2 separate regions of the Zea mays genome follow, and region 1 is linked to region 2. Evidence: chromatin contacts called from public Hi-C data. All regions are on one chromosome and are shown on one strand. The core of a region is the stretch at or near the end of the contact, and the rest is flanking DNA. Distances in the headings are between cores, read along the strand shown. Region 1 holds the start of LOC100277476. Region 2 holds the start of LOC541664 (translation initiation factor 1).

What was found. A called contact is a pair of places that touch in the nucleus more often than the background predicts.
Region 1: a Hi-C map of leaf shows a contact between it and region 2, with 4 times the contacts expected there. The contact joins the promoter of LOC100277476 here to the promoter of LOC541664 in region 2. A contact is called at or near these places in 5 of 25 Hi-C or Micro-C datasets (bundle sheath, ear, leaf and 1 more).

The regions. Positions count from the first base shown.
Region 1 is chr7:163,354,791-163,357,959 of Zm-B73-REFERENCE-NAM-5.0, forward strand. It overlaps LOC100277476, which reads right to left and starts at 1,348. Exons shown (of 5, transcript NM_001151024.2): 1 at 1,040-1,348; 2 at 670-807; 3 at 459-540; 4 at 7-199. The coding sequence starts at 1,120.
Region 2 is chr7:163,226,255-163,229,070 of Zm-B73-REFERENCE-NAM-5.0, forward strand. It overlaps LOC541664 (translation initiation factor 1), which reads right to left and starts at 1,351. Exons shown (of 5, transcript NM_001111417.1): 1 at 1,256-1,351. It also overlaps a transcript of LOC100381808 not described here.

The DNA.
Region 1 (3,169 bases), core at 98-2,597, 130 kb after region 2:
TCTTACAGCGTGGCGAAGAGGAGGACCACCCTCCGGGGATCGAGCCACGGCGCCGGCCGCCTGCCGAACCGCCGGGACTTGCTTCCGGGCGTGCCGGCCAGCGGCGTGTGGACGACCAGCCGCGCGCTGCCGGGCGCGTCCCCGAGTTCGCCGGCCGCCACGTGCACGAACAGCTGCGGCCGCTCGCTACCGCCGCCACCTGCAGCACACGTACCATACATACATCATCCCTTGCATCTCTTTGATACGTCGTTGGAATTATCGGCAATACTAATACATCGCTGTCAATTGTCACCTCTGCTGACACTAGCTTAAGCGAATCATAAACGCAAGCCAAACAAAGAAGATAAAAAGAAACTAGAGAGCCACGAGAAAAAATAATAATAACCATTGCATCAATTTCACTCAGCGCGCGATTCCAAGGAGAGGCAAGGCAACCGTCTGGAGTGGTGACGTACCGGCGGTGCCGTTGGCGTTGGCGTTGGCGTCGGGGTCGGCCGGCTTCCTGTCGCCCTTCCTCGACAGCGACCGCATCACCTTCTGTCGCGTTCACGGCACGGGCGCGATCGAGGAAGAACAGTCAGCTTTGGAAGCAACGGAAGGGAATTTGGCGCGTCCGGCCTGCCCAGGCCGACTCGCTAATAACGCGTGTTTTTTCCTCGGACTTACGGGTGTCCGCGGCGGCGCGGTGGGCGTGCCCGGTGGGCCGGCGTCGCCGGCCAGAGACGACAGCGCGCCGACGTCGAGGGCGACGAAGCCGCCGCACGTGGCGCGGGGCGAGCTGCCAACGTCTCCCGCCGCGACGACCTGCAAGTAAGAGGAACCGGACACGGAAGCTCCTGTCAGTGCTGCTGCCGTTTCTGCCAGAGGAGAAATCCCCTTTGGGCACGCACAAAGAGAATTCAGCCCAAATTCACTCCCAACTCCGGTTCCTCGCAAGGAAAACGCACCGTTGGTGGCTCTCACGAGTTCACGTGCGCCGCGCGGGGCGAGAGAGAGAGAGAGAGAGAGAGAGAGAGAGAGAGAGAGAGAGACTCACACTCACGGGGTGGTTTGCGGCGGCGGCCACCATGCCTCTGGACTGGATCGCGGCGGCGACGACGCTCTGCTGCGTGTCCATGTGTCGGCTACGGCTGGTGGCCTCCTTGTGTTTTGTTCCCTGCGATATATCTCTGCTGGTTCGTTGGGGGAAGGAACCGGGGGGGGGGGGGGGGGGGGGGGCTGAAACTTTGCTCTTTTTCAGGGCGAAAGATTCTCCCCTCTCTTGGTGCCGTGCCCTGTGAAGTCCCAAAGACTGAAGAGCATGTGGGAGGGGAGGTCGAGGTCTCGAGGAGATGGCGAGTACGGCTTTTTATATACTGCTGGATTTTGCTTGGACACCCGGTTACGTTTTGTAAATTACAACGGTGTTTGTCTTGTCACGCGCGGATTCTACGAAACCGGTTCTTGAGTACCTGGTGCAGTGGTACGGTGCCATTGATTTTTTTGGTGGTTTATTAATATAGTTTAGGTCTTAATCAAGAAACAATGATCTAATGCTGCGTTATTACTAAATGGTAGACGATTTATTTCAGGTGGGAAGAGGAAGTTGCGGTAGTTCAAAATTAATGTTCGTGACAAATTTAAATATATGGATTAATCTCTCCAAGCTCTGTTCAAAGTAATTTAAAAGTGACATGAAGACTTCGATGCAACAAATTTTATGATTTTAAATATTTATGGTATTATTAAGAATATAGCATTTTGGAGTTTTAAAACTTTGTTGTATAGATTTTTTTTTCCAAACCATGTATTACATATCAATATATTCTAAAGTCGGTGACTAATATGCAAGCAGGTACTATGTGTAATCGTGCAACTAGACATTTTGCTCCCGTTGGGACTTGACGGCGGACGGATCCTTTAGTGTTCATTCGATATACAAGGGGCTAATAACTAATGTCAATGTGGTGTGGCACAAAGACATTTGGAAGGCTAAGATACCTTTGAAGATTAAAATGTCCATGTGGTATTTACATATTGGTGTTGTACTTACCAAAGATAATTTACTCAAGCGTAATTGAAAGGGAAATGCAAAATGTTCTTTTTGTACTCAGAATGATACAATTGATCATCTTTTTTTACACTGCCAACTTGCTAAATTTATTTGGCGTTTAGTTCGAATCAGATGTGGTGCTCGTCCACCAAACAATATTAGACATATCTTTGGTTCTTGGTTAACTGGTTTGGATAATAGAATGAGAAAACCCTTTATTCTAGCAGCTTCGGCTATATGTTAGGCAATCTGGTTGAGTAGTAATGATGCAGTGTTTGATAATGCCCCAATAAAATCTTCTTTGCAGGTGGTTTTTCGGGCTACGCATAGGCTCCGTTTCTGGGCTCAACTACAACTTAGACAGGATGATTAAGAACTAATAATTAAGGCATGTCGTAGATTGGAGGAGTTGGTGACGCATATTTTTAGACATCATGGATGGGAATATACATTTAGACTTTGTCTTTAGTTTTGTTTCGCCGCACTATGTTTTGCTTTTCTCTGAGTTTTCAGATAGTTATGTTCCTATCTAAGTATGTAATAATTCGGCTGTAGTCTCTTTGAGACAAAGGCCGGGAACTTTCAATTCCCATTATCTAAAAAAAAGATATAGATCCAACAGTATATCATATTTAGCAGTTAAACCCTTCCACCACCGCCTAGTGTAGCTTTATAAAATATTTCTTAACAAACTACAATTGTATCTACCATTGGATCTAACGAACAAAAAAAATCTGCTTGCACGCTTGCACCTAGTATCTGTTTGCATATTAGTTGTCTATTCTAAAAATGTAGTTTTTTAGTACAATTTCTCGATACCATAATATCTAAACAAGCTCTAAGTTTAGTGATTTTTTTGCCATCGTTTATCTCCCTAGCTTTCTGACAGATGCATGCATTCATTTTGTTGCTGAACTAGACAGCCACTCTGCTGCCAATAAATTTGACCAAACATTGTTTCTCCAATTGGCTAATTATTAATGTCTACTAGTAAAACCTTGGCATGGATTGATGAGCCAAGTTTTAACTATAGCTATCCACACGAACTCCAAGCAGATCAAGTCTCACTTTTAAACACGAGGGTTACATGGCGGCAGTTTTATGAGATACTTGTTGTGATCCAAGTAATAGTCC
Region 2 (2,816 bases), core at 101-2,600:
TGAAGTCAAAGGGGTGCACACCATACAACAATATTATTTGAGTCAGATGGGTGCACACCCATGAAACAATAGACTGATGACATTCTTCCATAAGAATCTAGGAGCAATTTGTACTGAGCTAAGAAATCTAGACTATATGATATAGCTTTTCCCAAGACTTATGAAATGTTGTACTGTGTCAAAGAATTCAGTCACAAGCCCCACCATGTGATCATCTCTATATTCAGGTCTCAATGGCCTTTTATCATTGTTACGGGACCATTGTAATCTACCTCATTATTCCTCCCAGCACCTATTTATTCCTACAGTCCAGATAACTTTCAATTAAGTGGTCCAAAGCTTAAATGAAGGCATCTCAATTCTAGACAAGATGTCAGGGAAGTAATGATGAGGTCCACATTCCAAACAAGGAGTTATGATCAAATCAACCACACAACATCCAAAACAGGAATTAAGCTGACTAGATGCATCATGTACTAGTTAACGAGCACCAATTCGTTTTTTACACTACTGTATTGTATAACCAAGATACAAACAAAATAACGAACAGTTATAGATGCACCCTTGGTAGTTTTGATCTGCTTAGGTCACTGTCTTTGGCTTCACATAACTGTAGAATCAACAAAGCAAGGGCCATAAGATGGCACGCTTTTATCTCATGAAAGATTTCGTCTAAATTATTTCCATCAAGATTAATCCTTTCTGTGCAGTCATGACCAAAATTATCCAACATAAATCCTCTCAGACCCGAGCAAGCTGACTGTTGGGATTCAGGGCCAGCAACTGCACCCAGTCTGATTACAATTACTTAACAGCCTCAGAGCAACAAACATAATAATAAGATCCAGACGCAATTCAAGAAAAGCGTTATCTAACAAAACAAACAAACAAACATGACTACAAACTATGTGTGGGGGGGGGGGGGGGGGGGGGGGGGGGGGATAGCGACCTTTTGTTCGTGGACAGGGCTGATCATCATTAAAAAAAATCAAGATCGATACAAATTTAGCTCAGCAGGCTACCACATACTCAGAAAAACAACTAATTTTAATTTCCTAGCACCATCGTAGTCGAGAAATGAATCTTGAATAATAATACTGAACAAAAGGGTTTCTAAGAAGAAAACAAGTACAGAGTGGATCATAAACAGCTAAACCGGGACGAAATTACGAGGACGCAAAAAAGTAATCACAGATTTCCTGAGAGAAAGTAAAGGGGGAAAGGGGAAAGGGGAAGAAGGGGTGGGGGTGCATACCCTTGGAGGTGGTCCGAAGAGGAAGAGGTCAACCAAGAACTCGCTCGGGAAGATGTGGATCCTGAACGGGCGCCGAAGGTCCTTGGTGCTCTTCCCTCTTCTTGGATCTGATGGCCCCTATATATGGAGGAAGAAAAGGAGGGGAATTTATAGACGGGAGGAGGAGGACGCTCCGAGCTCCGCCCGTGGTTGCTTGCCGCCCCCGCTTTTCTCCTCTCCGTTTCTTTTGGCCCCAAAGCCTGCTGATTAATGGTTGTCCTCCACCGGTAGAACGCTTGTGATTATTATTTTTTTCTGCGGCAACGACTTTGGTTGCCCCTCTGTGTGGCCTGCCACGAGGAAAACACCGTCCGCCTTTTTTAGATGCTACTAGTACTAGCAGTAGTAGTTCTTTTGATAGAATAGAATTGTAGAATAACCGAACAAACTGTTCACTGTATTCCACTATTATATCGTGGACACCGAAACGCGTGCGCAGAGGATCCCACCCATACAACCGACAGTACGCGAATGGTCATCCCATAGCACATAGTAGCAGCATCCGACGATGCAAAGATAGGGTTTAGCCCTATGAGACGCAATTAAGTTAACATAATTGTATTATATGTAATCGGACGGGATCGGATTCCATTCCCTAGCGAATAGCGGAGCGGGGCGAGTGGAGGAAGAAGATTCGCGACGGCAACGCGTTTAGCCCACCGCCGCGCGGGCCTGCCTGATCTCCTTCTCCTCGCCGGTGTGGATGGATGCATGCCTTCACGTGGGCGCGGTGCAGCCGGCAGCCGCATCGGCATCGCGTTCCCGTCCCTCTTCCTACGCATGCAAGGGGCCCACCGGGGATTGGCGTGGGGCGGACGCCGGGAGCATCGAGGAAGGCGACGGGGCCGGGACTGGACCGGACGTCGGAGCATGCGCGCACGTCACCCGTGCTACGTGCCCGCGCCCCGTTTCGGCTTTTCGTTGGCTCCGCGTCGTGCTTGTCTGGCGTGGCGTCGAGGCGGGACGTGCAGCGCAGCGGCGGGCGCGCTTGCTTGCCGTGATCGGGATGCGCGGGGCGGACCCAGCGGCCGACGCGTCACGCGTGTCCGTGTAACCAGTGCCGTCGTTTGCTGGCGCACGGGGGTGGGCGCGGGCCGCCCCGATGAATTGAAACGTGCACCGTCACGGACACGGAGACCCGGCCGGTGCCCAGCAAATGAGACGGCGGAAAGTTGTTGTCCGCACCACCGCGTATGTTGATTTTATACGGGCGTCTGTTTAATTGGCTGTATACGAAAGAAAGACGTAGATTGTACCAATGAATACAAAATAAATTATTTTAAGATCATTTAGGATTATTTTAAGAGGTAAATTTTTTATTAATTATTGCCATATATACACATATGTAATATACACACGTATGAGTAATGATCCCACTAGCAAAAAAAAATATTAATCACCGTCGTACATAAGATTTAAAGTTTTTGGGAGATCCTAATTCCTCTCTATTGGGAGATATATTTTTAGAAATTTATTGGAGATGCTCTAACCAAACAAGCGCTAACAGATTTTGGGGTATTGT